Linked DNA regions of Mus musculus: regions 2 and 3 are each linked to region 1. A link is a contact called in public promoter capture Hi-C data. All regions are on one chromosome and are shown on one strand. Each heading gives the region's core, a stretch centred on a gene start, on an enhancer-like site or on the middle of the called end of the contact. The rest is flanking DNA. Distances are from core to core; before and after follow the strand shown. Region 1 holds the start of Kcnc3 (potassium voltage gated channel, Shaw-related subfamily, member 3). Region 2 holds the start of Lmtk3 (lemur tyrosine kinase 3). Region 3 holds the start of Car11 (carbonic anhydrase 11).

Region 1 (5,053 bases), core at 966-3,465:
CCCCATTTCTGCAACTCTCCTGGAGCGACAGACTCAACTACTGCCAGGACGGGGGTTAGACTGAGGTAGAGAACCCAGAAACAGAGGAACTAAAAATCTGGACCTGGAGACAGAGACCAAGGCAAGACTAGGGCCAAGAGACCCAGAGACAGAGAGGAACCAAGATCCAGGGAGAGAGGAAGACAGAGACCCTGAGAGAAACAAAAGCCCAGGGAGGGGTGGGGATAGGAAGCTGGGGAAGAGACTCAGAAAGGGAGAGACAGAGTCTGAGAGAGAGAGAGAGAGAGAGAGAGAGAGAGAGAGAGAGATCCAGATGGGGAAGATAAGTGACCGAGAGAGAGAACCTGATACCTAGAGGAGGGGGACAAAGACCCAAAGGAGAAAGGAGAGATCCACATATAGAGACATGGAGAAACAGATTTAGAAAAGAGAAACCGGATACGTAGAGTGGTGGGGACAGGTAGGAGGACAGAGACAGCGGAGAAAGGTGACAAACACACATTAGCGGGAACGGGTCTGGAGACGGGAATACGAACCCGCGTAAAGCCTGCAGAGGAAGGCGAGGAGCCAGCGACCGCCGCAGCCCGTGACCCGCCCTCTTCGTTCCCGCAGGCGCCTCCTCCCGCTGCAGCCCCCGCCGCAGCCACTGCACTCGCGCACTGCCGGCCCTGCGCCTAAGACCGCCCAGAGGGCGGGGCCTACCCGCTCGGAGGTGTGAGGTCTTTCCTCTGGCTTCTCACTTTTCCCTCCATAACCCCGCCCCTTCCCAATGGTCCCGTCTGACCTCGTGGCTGAGAGGCTGTTGTCCGTGCTCCCGGTGGCGCTCTTTCCTGCATGCCTGGTCCCCACTCCTTTACCCATCTCTTGGCCCTTCTGTCTGCACTCTTTGTTGTCTACGCTTCATCCCCTTTCTTCCACCAGCTGGCAACTTTTGCCCCTTCCCTAAGACGTAGTGGACCATCCTCCGGGGTCTCTACCAATGAATCTCTCTATTCCAGCCCACCCCCAGCCCCGTGCCCAGCAATGAGTGTCCTTCCCCTAACAGGCATCTCATTTCCAGAACTCCATCCCACCAGCCTGGAGGCTTCTGGCTCTCTAAATGCTCATTTTTAGCGCCCCACTTTGCCATCCACTTACTAGTCGCATCTTCCTCTGGACTATTGAAGGTGTTTCATATAAGATATAGACCCTGTCCATCTGCCTGTGTCTCCCATTCGTCCGGATCCTCTTCGCCCAGGTCTAACCCCGTCTAACGAAGTCCAAATTTGCAACATCCAGTTGGACATGGTGGTGCTCATCTGTCATCTCAGCTACTTGGGATGCTAATGTTGAAGCAGGAGGACAGCGAACCTAAGACCTCCCTCAACTCCACAACTTGCAGCCTCCGCCCCTCCCCAGCTTTCATCCAGAGGCTCCCAGGCCTCGCCTTCCTTCCTTTACCATAGCGTCCCAGTATCTTCCGCTTCGACTGTCTCCTGTGAGTTTTTTTATTTAATCAAGTTCCAACTCCACCTCTAGTTCCCTTGTACCGCCCTCACCCCAGTTGAGACCCTCCCCCCTCATTGTCGCGGCCCAATAAGGATTGTTAATAATCTCTTGGGCTCGCTGCATCCAATTACTCCTACTTTCCCGTTCATTTGCCTTTTCAGTGCAGGTCCCGCCTGCCCGGGCTCTAGGCAATTTGTTTTCTTTTTGTCAGCTTCTCTTGTTGTGACTTCTTTCCCCCCACCCACCACCCCCCAACCCGTTCCTCACCCCTACCCCCACCAGAATTGATAGGCCTTTTTTTTTCGAGGCAGAGTCTCATGCAGCCCAGGCTGGCCTCTATCTCACTTTGTAGCATGACCTTGAACGCCTGATCCCCCTTCCTTCACGGTACCTGGCTCTTTCCCATACCTGGCTCTGAGGTCTCCATTTTCGCTGTGCTGCTGAGTTAGGCATTTTTAGGGTCCCCTTGACGCCCCGCCCTCTCCTAGGTAGGATCCAATCCCTGAGCTTTCTGTGCAACCCCACCTCCTCTAGCTAGGCTGGGTCGGAGTCTGCCTAGCCGTGGCCCCGCCCAGTCGCTCAGCCCAATCAGCTCGTGCCCTCCCTCCACCTGCCCAATCACACCCTCCCATCCATTCATCGCCTCCTCCTGTCCAATCACGTCTGCCTCTCTACCCGGGCCCCGCCCCCGAGACCCTGCCCCCTCCCAGCCCCGCCTCCCTGTCCAATGCTCAGTTCAGTGTGCGTCTGGTCGTTCCGCGGGCGCCAGGGGACCGGCAAGCAGCAGCCTCAGCCGGTGCCAACGCCGCAGCCGCCTGAGTCCTCACCGCCGCCTCTGCCGCCGCCGCAGCAGCAGCAGTGCTCTCAGCCCGGCACTGCCGCCTCCCCGGCGGGTGCCCCGCTTTCCTGCGGGCCTGGGGGCCGGCGTGCCGAGCCATGCCCCGGGCTGCCGGCGGTGGCCATGGGGCGGCACGGCGGCGGCGGCGGCGACAGCGGTAAGATCGTGATCAACGTGGGCGGCGTGCGCCATGAGACGTACCGCTCCACGTTGCGCACCCTGCCAGGGACCAGACTGGCCGGGCTGACCGAGCCCGAGGCGGCCGCGCGCTTTGACTACGACCCGGGCACGGACGAGTTCTTCTTCGACCGTCACCCGGGCGTCTTCGCCTACGTGCTCAACTACTACCGCACCGGCAAACTGCACTGCCCGGCCGACGTGTGCGGGCCGCTCTTCGAGGAGGAGCTGGGCTTCTGGGGCATAGACGAGACGGACGTGGAGGCCTGCTGCTGGATGACCTATCGCCAGCACCGTGACGCTGAGGAGGCACTGGACTCTTTCGAGGCCCCGGACTCCTCGGCCAACGCCAACGCCAACGCCGGAGGCGCGCACGATGCGGGACTGGACGACGAGGCGGGCGCAGGAGGCGGCGGCCTGGACGGGGCAGGCGGCGAGCTCAAGCGTCTGTGTTTTCAGGACGCGGGCGGAGGTGCCGGAGGACCTGCCGGGGGCGCGGGCGGCGCGGGCGGCACCTGGTGGCGGCGCTGGCAGCCCCGTGTGTGGGCGCTTTTTGAGGACCCCTACTCGTCGCGGGCTGCCAGGGTGAGCGCGCTCTCCGAGCACTCCTAATTATCCCAACCGCTCTGTTTCCGGAGCACTCCATCCCAGTGTCCCTCCTCCTCTTGAGCCCTCCAGTTCTCTGGAAGCCCTTCCTCCTTGCAGCTGGAGTTCCCTGCACCCCTGCAAACACACCCCTCTCTTTAGACCACCCTTCCAAGGACACCTCCCGAAAACTTAAGCGTCCCTGGGACCTTCTAAACCCCAACTCGCTGCTGCTCCTAGTCATCATAGATCCTGGGGAACAGCTTCCTAGCTGGATTTCCCTGACAGTCCTACCCCACCTTTCTCACACACCTTCTGAGACCTTTGGCAGGTCCCCAGAATGGCCTCAGCCTCTTCAAAACTTCTCCCACTGTCCCTTGAACACTCCAAAGCCATTTTCTTATTCCCGATCCTCAGTGTCCCAGGTCCCACCCATCTCCAGACCCTCTGAAGTTCCATCTCCATCTCTCCCTCCTTGGAGCCCTCCCTCATTCTCCCTGGGCCCAACTCCTAGATCTGTTTTTCTCTCAACTTTGGGCCTCCTGGCTGTTTGTGATCTTCTGCTCTTAGCTCTCAAAAGTTCTAGAAGATCTCCGCCCCCCAAGGAACCCTCAGAGCCTTCTGAACCTCCAAACTACTGGTCCTAGTCAGGACAGTTTCCCACAATCTAGCTGAGTGTGTGCTGGGGGTGGCGTCTTCCTTTCTAAACCCTTAAATCCTTCACCGTCTTTACCAGCCTCCTTCAAAGGACTTCCTCCCTCGAGTCCAGCAGGTTCCACTCCTGTGTCTCCAAAAGAGCCCTATGTTATACTTATCCTCTCCAGTACCCCCAGTATGTGTGTCGTTCCCCCCCCTCCCACCGAATTGCTCACAGTTCGTATATCCTTCCCTCCAACTGCACACCTGCCCTGTGTCTCCGGGATTAATTTCATTTCCATCCCTCCTTCCCCGGTTACTTTCTCATTCTGCCAAGTGACTTTCAGAAGTTTGTGTCACCTCAAATCCAAGTCATCAACCCAGAAATTTCTCAATTCTCACCCCAGCCCCTCCTGGGATAGCTCAACCCGCAAGGTTCTCCTCTCCCAGCCTTGCTCCCCTCACCCTCTCACCCCCACTTCCCCACACCCCCTACCATCACTCTTCTGTTTGCTTCCCCTGGTGTAAACCCAGAACCCTCCGCGGTCCTCCTCTCTTCTCCACCCTCTCCTTTCTTAGAAACCCCAGAGTCCCTCAAAGAGCTCTCCTGGAAGTTTATAAGCCTCAGTAACTTCCCAGGCCTCATGAAGACTCTCTTGATAGCTCTGGTCATAGTTTCTTTTCTCCCCCCGCCCCTTCCTGAAACTTCCTTTGGGCCAAGAGACCCTGGAACGAGGTATGTGGGAATAGCTTGGGGGTGAGTTCAGGAAAAGAGGGGGCATTAGCAAAAGTGGGTAACGGGAGAGCCATTCTCCACTCGCCCCCGCCCCCCACCGTGCTGCGTCCTGGGCCAGGAAGGACGCTGAGCCGCAGTGCCGCATTCGTACTGCGGGGGGGAGGGGGGGGAACAAAGTGGGGGGAACGGAGGCTTCACATAAAGTTTAGTCCCTGAGAAGCGCTGAATTGGCGACATTTGGGGTTGAGTTGGGGGGAAGGGGAAAGTAAGAGGGGCAGGAGGGACATGGCCCCAGATGCTCCTTTGGGCCTCTGAGCATCTCCTCCCCCACTCGATGGCCTGAGTAGTCCTTCATTCTTTGACCCCATTGAAGGGTGCTGAAACAGAGATAGATTCTTTGGGTGACAGTCAGATTAGGGGTTGAGAATTGCTACGAAGGTTACTCATTTATTTGTACTGTTTTTAAAAATTATTTATTTGAGTATCTACTGTGTGCCGGTACTTTCCAACCTCCAGGTGGACCTTCTTGCAAGTTGGGACCGTAAACCACCTCCAAGCTCAGGGTCCAGTCCTTCTGACTCCGCTTTCTTTTC
Region 2 (5,053 bases), core at 1,289-3,788, 1.2 Mb after region 1:
GGCTGGAGAGATGGTTCAGTGGTTAGGAACACTTGTTCTCACAGAGAGCCCGAGTTGCTGAGTGTGTTGTTCCATGCCTTTAATCCCAGCATTCAGGATCCAAAAGTAGGTAGACCACATTCTCTGACAAAGTTTTATTATAAAACTGGTAACAAAATATGTCCTAAACACACAGTTGAATGGTCCACAGGTGTGGTCTAGATGCCCATGTCAGAGCTCTGGGCAGGCACACGTGTACTGGGACAAAGAAGTTTTCTGGTCCTAGGGTTTGGATTCTGAACACAGCCTCAAGAAAATTCTTAGCATGTTCTCTTCAGGAGGTGCACTCTGCTGGCTCTACCTTACTCCATCCTGATGATGATGATGATAATAACAAACAAAGACAACAATATATCAATAATATAATACTTATGCATATTATTATTAAGTAATCGTTTCTAAAATGTGGCTTGGACCACACCTGTCATCCAAGCACTCAAGAGCCTGAGGCCAGAAGATTGTTCGTGGACGTCCAGAGCTAGAGTAAGTTCCAGTAGCGCTGGGATACAGTGAGACTCCGTCTCGACAAAGCAAATCCACACAAAACTTTGGTGGTGATTAAAGAGCTGGACATCATAGCCGGCTTCTTCCAGCAGTCCTGACTCCTGGCACACCGCTGAGCCAACCACATTCAAATACTCAAAAGTAAACATTTGTTGAGTGAACTTATGAACAAACGGCGGCGTCAATCTTCCCGCCCTCATTACTGGTAGCCAGTGCCCGCCCGGCCTGTCACCCTCAGGCTAAAACCCCCGCAGGTGGCGCAACGGACAACCTAAGCCTCCTCGCTAGACCAACAAGGACTGCATTTCCCAGAAGACTCTGCGCGGGCCCACGACTCCCTGTGAGCTTCTCTTTCTCCAGGCTCTGGTTCTTCAGTCAGGGGGTCCGCTTTGCGTGCTCACTCCCCGGTCACTGCAATCCCATTCCCTGTACCTTTCTGAACTTCCATTCCACGATGATCCTGCCTCAGTTTCTCCAGTGAGCCCCCCGCGAGGCTTCCCCTCCTCCCCGTGCCCCCAGTGAGCCGTGCTGCGCGCGCAGCTCTGGTCCAGCCTCATTGAGGGGACGAGTCGCAGGTATTCCTGGACCATGGAGACATCCTCGCCGAGGGCGGCAGTCCGCGCTTCCGGGTGTGTCTGCAGTTCTGTGTGCCGCCGCGTAGGGTGGGACCCCGAGACTGCAGCCTGGCACGTGATGTGTGTGTGTGTGTGTGTCTTGTCTGATGTGTCGGTGTCCCTGACGGCCAGGTTCCAGCCTTACCTCTGCCTATCCCCTGTTCTGTGCATGGGGCAGGTGACTGCCCCTCTCTGTGCCTCAGTTTCCTTACCTATACATTGGGCATGAAAAAAGAACCTGTCTTGGGGGCTGTTGTAATGATTGGAAGGTAATACTGTAAATCTTGGGAAACGCCTGGCGCAGAGTAAATCCTGCCAAGAATAAATACATGAAATAAACTACGCTTATGCATCTTTTGTGCCCATGTGTGTTGATGTCTGTGGTGTGAGACTGCAGTGGATAAGGAGTCCTCATAATCACGTCTAAAGAGTGTGTCCATTCATGCTGTCTATTTAGGTAGGTGGTGTGCCTTTGTGTGTAATACGTGTGCACAGGGCATGTTTGTACCCGTTCTATATTTGTGTTTTTGCATAAGCTATGTAGCTCTGCATGTATGAACCGTGTGTTCCCGTGTGCATGTATGTGATATGCATTTGTCCCTGAAGGTGAGCAATGTGCAAACCCCGTGCCTGCATACATGCATGTGTTGTTTCTGTATGCTCCATATGTGACTGACAAGCCTGTGTCTGTGTGCATGCAACTGGCTTTACGTGTTTGAGTTAGTGATTTCTGTGTGTTCTTTGTTGCCTGTGTGGAATATCAGTTTATGACAGCATGCCTCCTCATGTCCCAAAGGGTCTGAATGGATCTTTGTGATACCTCCCTATGTTTGGAGCTCTGTGTTGTATGTGTGCGTGTGCGTGTGTGTTCATGTGATGCTGGGTATTCCTGTGTGGCTGGGTGAATCTGTACCAACCAGAGTCTGGACTGCCTATGCATTCTCAGTGTGGTCTGTCCCTGTGTCTTTGTGTGTGACGTGTCCTTGTCTCCGTTTGCTGATGGCTGTCCACCTTTGTATGAGAGGCGCTTGTGAAGGTTCCTGTGACATGTCTCAGCTGTGTGTGGGCTGCGTGGGCTTGCTATCTGCATCTTAGCATGTAGCACACGTGTGGGCACCAGTGTTGTGTCACAGTGGTGTCAGGGCCACGCACTGTGGACCCTGCCCCCCTCCAAGGGTCTGTTGGTCTCTGTCTGTCCCTCCTCCCCCTCCCTATTCTCCCCTCCCGCCTGGCAGCCAATGCAACCGGGAACCAGTTGCCATGACAACGCTCCCTCCTTCCTCCTCCCACCCTTCCTCTGACAGGCTCTCTGCTCCCCCAATCCCGATTGTCCTCGGGGGCGGGGCCCTCGTTCTCTCCCCCCCCCATCTTCCCCTCCCCCCTACCCCAGCAACCCCGGCTCCCCAGCTCCTCTCCTCCGTCCGCCTCTCCATCCCTTCATCCGTCTGTCCTTTCGAGGAGGGGGAGGGGGGTATCAGAACCAGTAAGCAACCCCTCCCTCCCCCTGTCCTGCATCTCCCGCCCCTCTCCTGGGCTGAGGGAGGCCAGGGTTGAGCGGGTCCCCATGGCTGGGGGCTGAGGGCCCGCCCCCCCTCCTCCCCAGCCGCCGATTCCTCCACCTCCCTTCCATCCTGGACAAGATGCCTGCACCCGGCGCACTCATCCTCCTGGCGGCCGTCTCCGCCTCCGGCTGCCTGGCGTCCCCAGCGCACCCGGGTGAGTATGTCCAGCCGTCCGCGGCCCGCGCCCCACCCCCACCGGGTCCGCCCGGCACCTGTGCGCAGTCCCTGGGGACCAACGGGTCTGCAGGGCCAGGGAGACCAGCCAGGGCGGGTGGGGAGTGGGCTGCGGGCCGAGTGCGTGCTTGTGAGCGTGCATGTGAGCTCATGTGCACGCGAGTGCACACGGGTGCGCGGGGAGATGGAAGGCCGCGGCCTTTGGGAAAGAGAGAGACCCTATTTCTAAGGGGAACACAGCTGAGGCTTTGCAGAGACCCCTCCCTCAGGTCTGAGGCTGAGGCTAGAGAACAAGTCTGTGTTCCCTGTGTCTTTAAAAGAAACAGTTCTCAGTCACCCTTCAGGCGTGGGGTGGGCAGTGCGTTCAGCTCGGGGCAAATATCTGCCAACAGCCTGCTATTGGGGGAATGATGGTCATGAAGCTGTCTATGGTAGCATATTGTAAATTCTCAGAGCTCCAGGCCTCACTATTGCTGGTCACTGGAATGTATCCGGGTTACGGGATGCGTTTGGGGTGGGGGGTGGGTCCCAGTTTGAAACGATAGGAGGGACCCCACCCCCAACCACCTGGGAAGACCTTAAACTACAACTCCCACAATACGTTAGACCACCTGGCTCCCCTGCCAAGGAGCCCCTGGATTCGGAGCATCATGGGGGTTGTAGTCCAAGACTAGCCTAGGATGGGAGGGGCATGAGTCCGGTAGCCAGTGTCTTGAAGCCCAGACCCCAGCCTAGCCTTATGCCCACAGATGGATTCGCTCTGAGCCGGGCCCCTTTGGCTCCGCCCTACGCTGTGGTCCTCATTTCCTGTTCGGGTCTGCTGGCCTTCATCTTTCTCCTCCTTACCTGTCTGTGTTGCAAACGGGGTGATGTTCGTTTCAAGGTGAGGTGCCCTAGGACTAACCTGGGAGAAAGACCCCAGGCAGCAAAGAGACTGGAGGTCCCAGAGCACTCCCAAGACCTACGGCTTTGGGATGCGCACACTAGCGGAAATTGGGCTGGGATTTGAGGGACAGGTCTGTGGACTGAAGGGAGGCAATTAGGGCAGGATGGCGGCATCTCAGCACCCTCCTCCCGATGCTCCCATTCTTCACCTCTCGTACCCCAGGAGTTTGAGAACCCGGAAGGGGAGGACTGCTCTGGGGAGTACACCCCCCCTGCGGAGGAGACCTCCTCCTCACAGTCGCTGCCTGATGTCTATATTCTGCCGCTGGCAGAGGTCTCACTGCCAATGCCTGCCCCGCAGCCTCCACACTCAGGTACTGCTCCTTCCACCCCAGAATCCTGCGATCCCAACACTGAGGGCTTCCTTTCGTGGCTCAGGGAGGGGAGAGGGCAGAATGCAGAGCCCTAGATTCGTGGAAGTAACTTACAGGGAAGCCACACACACCATCTTGTAGAAAATCCCAGATCGAGAGAATCCTGCAGGATGGCCCTGGTGCCATCAGCCTAGATCTTAACCTGGGAGCCAGCCTATAAGCGGACTGGAGCTAGGGTTGCCAAAGGGAAGGGCTGATTGGGCTCTGGATCTCATGGGCAGCCAATGAGGAGGCTGGACCCTGCCATGGAATGTTGGAGACAGCCAATAAAAGGAGACTGTTGTCTACTCTGACCTCAGACCCCTCCCACTGTGGTGGTGTGGGGCATCTTTGATAGGAGAACTCAGGGCCTCCCCTCCCGCCCCCTCCTCAGACATCAGCACCCCCCTGGGCCTGAGCCGCCAGCACCTCAGCTACCTGCAGGAGATTGGCAGCGGCTGGTTTGGGAAGGTGAGGGGCCTGGGTGGGAGGCAGAAGGGTTATCCATACATCTCTGGCATGTGCTCCTGTTCTGTGTCTACCCCCATTTGTCATCTGCTCTTGGCCTCCCCAGCCCCATGCCCTGCAGCCTGCCCCTCCCACTCCCACCCACTCCCACCCACCTACCCCCACATCTGTCGGTCAGCGCCTCCCTCCTCACTCCATTGACCACTCCGCCTCGCCACCCGGCTCTCCACGCGTCCGTCAGTCTGTCCATCCTTCCATCCGTCCCGCGTGCATCGGATTCTGGGCCTGTGAGTCTCTCACTCCGTGTCTGGTAGGGGACCAGGGAGGTGGGACATGAAGGGAAGGCCTGGAAGTGGTTGGGAGTTTGGGGTGTATGGAGCTGCCCCGGGGACGG
Region 3 (5,053 bases), core at 720-3,219, 1.1 Mb after region 1:
ACCTACTCTGTAGACTGCTAATCTAGAATTTCCTGGTCAGGCCCTGGGGATCTGGCTTGGCAGTGGAGCACATGCCTAGAATCCCCCAGTGAGGGGTGGGGGCGTGGCTCAGCTATAGATTGTTTGCCTGGCATATGTAAAGCCTTGGGTTCATCCTCAATGGTGGGGGAAACCAAACAACACCTTAACCACACAAGCTAAGCTGGGCGTGGTGGCGCACGCCTTTGATCCCAGCACTCGGGAGGCAGAGGCAGGCGGATTTCTGAGTTCGAGGCCAGCCTGGTCTACAAAGTGAGCTCCAGGACAGCCAGGGCTATACAGAGAAACCCTGTCTCGAAAAACCAAAAAAAAAAAAAAAAAAAACACACAAGCTAAGACCTCATCAAATAAAGCCCACTCCTGAGTTCCAGGGGATGTCTTGTTTTAGGAGCAGAGTGGACACTAGTCAGTCCCCTACAGAAGGTGCTGCTCCTTCTGACCCCTAACTCTACCTGTGGAACAGGACTGATGCTGACCCCACATGCTGAGCAGCTTCGGGGCTGAGAGAAGCCCACATAGCGGGATCTCTCTGTCAGTGCCCTGTGCTTCCTCCCTCTTCCCTGCTGCTCCCTGTACTCCTTTCTTGTGCTGCCTTGCTTTTGGAGACATGATGGTTTCCAACATGAGCTTCTCCAACTCACCACATCTGCCTGCCTGCCTCCCTCTGTCCTCGGTGCTCTCCTCAAGTCATTTGGTCTGTGACTAGGCCCTCTCCTCTGCCTGGGCTTCTGTCCTTCTGTCTTGCTCTGTGCATGAGCAACTCTGTATATGGGGCCCCTTCTGTGAGGCTCCAGGTCTCCTTCTCTGTTCTTTTATACTTGGTGTTTGTGTATCTTTGGGTCTCTGTCTGCCCTCCATTTCCTGCCTAAATGATCTTTCTCTCTCTATTCTGTGCCTTGGTATCTCCCGATGTGTCTCTGTATCTGCATTTATTCCACTCCGTCTTCATCCTTCTTGCTGGCCCACCTGGCTCCTCTAATCCCATGGGTGGGTCTCCTTGTGTCTATCTCTACTGTATTTCTTGGTGGTTGCCTCTCTCCACCTCTCTGTCCTTCTGTGACTTATTCATTCTTTTTTTTTTTTTTTTTCCTGTGAGCTGTTAGTTGTTTTGTTCAGACAAGGTCTTACTGTGTAGCACAGGATGGCTTCCAATCAGCCTCCTGCATGCAGGGATGGGAAGTGAGAACCACCATGCTCCCTCTATGTAGTTATGCCTTTGTCTCTTTTTCTATGACCCGACATCATGCTTTTTAGTCTCTATCTCTCTTTCCTTTCTGCATAGCATCTTGCTCGCTTGTCTCTAAGCACTCTCTCTGTGTCTCTGTGACTCTGTAATGTGTCTCTTTATTTGTCTCTCCTTCTTGCCCAGCCCTGACCATAAAGTCTCCCTGTGTCTATTTCTGTCTTTCCCTGCCACTTGACATCTTGCTCCCCCTGGTCCCCTTTCAGGGCACCTTGTCCCTCCTTCCCAGCATCAGCTCACCTCCAGCCTTCTCACCCTCCAGTCCCGCAAGCCTCTGCCTCCCCGTCCTGACCAGCTGGTTTTCTGCACGCCAGGCCCCTAGCGCCCGGTCCTTTCTAGCCTTGGCACCTGGAGCTGGGGGCCTCGGGCTCCGTCGGCTACACTGCACCTCCCTTTCCAGGGCTGGGCCCAGGGGTGCGGCCCTTTCTACTGCGGAGACCCCCCAACCAAACATCAAACCAGTGGGAGCAAGTGGGTGGGGAAGAGGGAAGCAGGACCAGAGGTGATGGAAGAGGGGGTGGGGAAGAAGACGAGAGGAGGTGGAGATGGAAAGAGGGAGAGGCAGCGCAGGGTGAGGGAGGAGGTGAGATAGAAGGAAGAAGGGAAGGCAGAGTCGAATAGGGAGGAGGAAGAGGACAGAGGGAAGAAGAGAAGGCAGGGTGAGGGAGGAGGCGGAGGGAGAGGAGCGCACGCGGCGAGTGCGCGGCCGGGTTCGCTGGTTGAGAGCGAAGAAGGGGTGTGCATTGGCACCGAGAGGGACCCGGGGCCGGCGAGGGCGATCGCAGCTTCGGGAGGTAGAGCGAGTGCAGGGAGCGGGCCCAGGCGGGCGGAGGAGTGAGCGTCAAACGGGCTCTGGGGTACACGGTCCCAGCCCCTGTATCCCGGGAGCTGGGGCTCCCGTTCTGGTGACAGCCAGGCTGGAAGTCCCAAGAGGAGGGGAGGGAAGAGCTAGGGGGTCGGGCGCTGGGAAAGGGTCGCTCCGAGGCCTCTTGGATGGGGGGTGCCGCTCGCCTGAGCGCCCCTCAAGCGCTGGTACTCTGGGCCGCACTGGGAGCGGCAGGTAAGACCTGGGGGTCCTGGCAGCATCCTCTGAGGGAGGGACAGGGTGGGGTGCCTAGGAGAGGGATGCAGCTGCTCTCTTCCCAGCTCACATCGGACCTGCACCTGATCCCGAGGACTGGTGGAGCTACAAGGAGAATCTCCAGGGAAACTTCGTGCCAGGTGCAAACAGGGTGGAGACCCAGAGCCCGACCCCATATCCCTAGGCGCCGTTTTTCCTAGGCTCAGGAGTCTGGGTCCTCGATCTTCTCATCTTCCATAGGACCAAAGCTCCCAGCCCCTGCCTTCTTCCCTCAGGAGTGGGGCCCAGCCTCTGAACCTCAGCGGCTCACCATGGGACATTATACATGCGCATTTCAAGTAGTGAGTGGGAGTGAGTGCAAGGAAAGTGTGGGGGTGGAGAAATGTGTGTGTTTGCAGCCATAGACAGGTCCTATTCCTGCTGGAAGGCACACACTCGGTAGCTCGGGTCCCTGTCCCGCCCCCTCGCCCGGGGCTTCGAAGTCCTCTTTTATAACTCTTCTCCCCTAATATTCTTATCCAGCTGTGGGACCTGGGAGACTAAAAGAACTACAACTCCCATGGGGCTACGGGGCAGGCCGGAGATTGATGAGTTGTTTTCACCCCTGAGGCTTACTGGGAGTTGTAGTTCTGTTTTCACATAGCCCTTTTAAAGATGGGAACAAGGCTTGGAGCAGTTATGAGCTCCTAGGAAGGGATTCCAAAATTCTTCGAGGAATCAGGATTCTGGCTCTCATGTTCTTTCTCTCTTAGACCCAAAGCTCCTGATTTCCTCCCTCGTTTTCTTCCTTCAGCTGGGGTTATCCCTGCCCCAATCCACACAGCAGGTCCTGCCTGGAATCCAGCCTATTTCTGTTCCCATAGGGCCTCCCTTCTGGGGCCTGGTGAACGCTGCCTGGAGCCTGTGCGCTGTGGGGAAGCGGCAGAGCCCCGTGGATGTGGAGCTGAAGCGGGTTCTTTATGACCCTTTTCTGCCCCCGCTCAGACTCAGCACCGGGGGAGAGAAGGTAAGCTTTGCAGTGGGGCGGGTCTAAGCAGAGGGGACCTGGGCTGAGGTGGATGGCGAACCATGGGGAATAAATAGTTACTCTCTGAAGATCACCCGGCCTGCCCTTTCCCACTGCTTTCCTCAGCTTCCCAATGTCTACCCAAGCAGTGAAAACAGAAGACAACTCATGCCAAGCATTGAAAAGACTAAACAAACCCACTCATCTTCACAATAACCTACTATCTTTTTAGCTTTCTTTTATGGACCAGAGAGTTTATGTTACTTGCCTGGGGTCACACAGCCATCCGGCCAAGTGACATGGTCTCAGTGTCTGTACTCAGGAAGCTCTCTGCAGTACCCATTTCTGTAGAAGCGCTGGCACCATGAGCCAGAAGCCCCAGCGTCATTTTCTCCGCCGTACCCCAGTGCCTCAGGCCGGCTTTCTCACTAGGCTCGCGGGGTCCTGTCCACCATTGTCCTCTCCCATCCGGTCCTCCTGCTCGGCCTTCAGCTCTGTGTCCTGCAGTCCAGCCAACCAAAGCCCCCCACCCCCTTGTGGAGTTCACCATCATCCCTACCACCCAAAGACTGAGGCAGGGGGAGGGACGATTCAAAGCCTCCCTGTCTCAAAAAGCCAACAACAACAACAACATAAACTATGGCAAATCCCCATAACTGCCCACGAGACCTCAAATCGGGGCTAGGAGTATTTTTTTGTTTGTTTTTCTTTTTTCTTTCTTTTTTTTTTTTTTGTTGTTGTTGTTGTTTGAGACAGGGTTTCTCTGTATAGCCCTGGCTGTCCTGGAACTCACTTTGTAGACCAGGCTAGCCTTGAACTCAGAAATTCGCCTGCCTCTGCCTCCCAAGTGCTGGGATTAAAGGTGTGTGCCACCACTGCCCGGCAGTTCAGTACTTGTTAACTGAATTAAGACACCAGTGTTAAGCACCTCAAAAGATATGGTCTGAGCCTGGGGAGTAGCTGATGCCCAAGCTATATTAGATAATCGTTGGACTTGGGGAATAAGAGTGGAGGATGGGAGAGGTTCCTCTCCCTGTGTCCCCCAATAGTTTATACCTCTCCTGCAGCTCCGGGGAACCTTGTACAACACTGGCCGCCATGTCTCCTTCCTACCTGCATCCCGACCTGTGGTCAACGTGTCTGGGGGTCCCCTTCTTTATAGCCACCGACTCAGTGAACTGCGCCTGCTATTTGGAGCTCGAGATGGTGCCGGCTCTGAACACCAGATCAACCATGAAGGCTTCTCCGCTGAGGTGGTGACCCCTCACCTGACCCTCCAACACTAGATCACCCTGGTTTCTTAGCTTATGCTTCAACCCATCCTGCTACTCAGGGCCGCCTCTCCCTACCCTAAGTACTAATTCCTGGTGCGGTTCTGGACACCAAAGCCCTGAGAGTTGAAACCATCTATCGTCTCTGAATCTTCCGCTAAGAAACCCTTCTCTGTGCCTCCTCTTCCACCCCAGGTGCAGCTAATCCACTTCAACCAAGAACTCTATGGGAACCTCAGTGCTGCCTCAAGGGGCCCCAACGGCCTGGCCATTCTCAGCCTCTTTGTCAATGTGAGGGAGGCAAGGAGGGCAACTGGCTTCCAGGGTGTGAGGGACAGGGAGGCTGGGAGGCTAGCCTGGGGTGGTGGGTCTTTGTGGAGCAGGTCTGGGCTGCCGTCTCCCTCGCCTCGTGC

What was found. Promoter capture Hi-C pulls out the DNA fragments that hold promoters and counts their contacts.
Region 2: a promoter capture Hi-C map of liver shows a contact between it and region 1, with 5 times the contacts expected there. The contact joins the promoter of Lmtk3 here to the promoter of Kcnc3 in region 1. A contact is called at or near these places in 1 of 39 promoter capture datasets (liver) and 2 of 9 other capture datasets (adipose tissue and liver).
Region 3: a contact with region 1 is called in a promoter capture Hi-C map of embryonic stem cells, with 3 times the contacts expected there. The contact joins the promoter of Car11 here to the promoter of Kcnc3 in region 1. A contact is called at or near these places in 1 of 39 promoter capture datasets (embryonic stem cells), 1 of 484 Hi-C or Micro-C datasets (embryonic stem cells) and 1 of 115 datasets of contacts at active chromatin or transcription factors (microglia).

Annotation. Positions count from the first base shown.
Region 1 is chr7:44,588,671-44,593,723 of GRCm38.p6, forward strand. It overlaps Kcnc3 (potassium voltage gated channel, Shaw-related subfamily, member 3), which reads left to right and starts at 2,216. Exons shown (of 4, transcript NM_008422.2): 1 at 2,216-3,088. The coding sequence starts at 2,216.
Region 2 is chr7:45,782,809-45,787,861 of GRCm38.p6, forward strand. Lmtk3 (lemur tyrosine kinase 3) reads left to right here and starts at 2,539. Exons shown (of 15, transcript NM_001290990.2): 1 at 2,539-2,873; 2 at 3,643-3,776; 3 at 4,002-4,152; 4 at 4,586-4,662. The coding sequence starts at 2,798. Gm5897 (predicted gene 5897) reads right to left here and starts at 1,659. Exons shown (of 2, transcript NR_153811.1): 1 at 461-1,659; 2 at 124-351.
Region 3 is chr7:45,697,998-45,703,050 of GRCm38.p6, forward strand. Car11 (carbonic anhydrase 11) reads left to right here and starts at 1,970. Exons shown (of 9, transcript NM_009800.4): 1 at 1,970-2,342; 2 at 2,429-2,503; 3 at 3,227-3,369; 4 at 4,437-4,622; 5 at 4,836-4,931. The coding sequence starts at 2,276.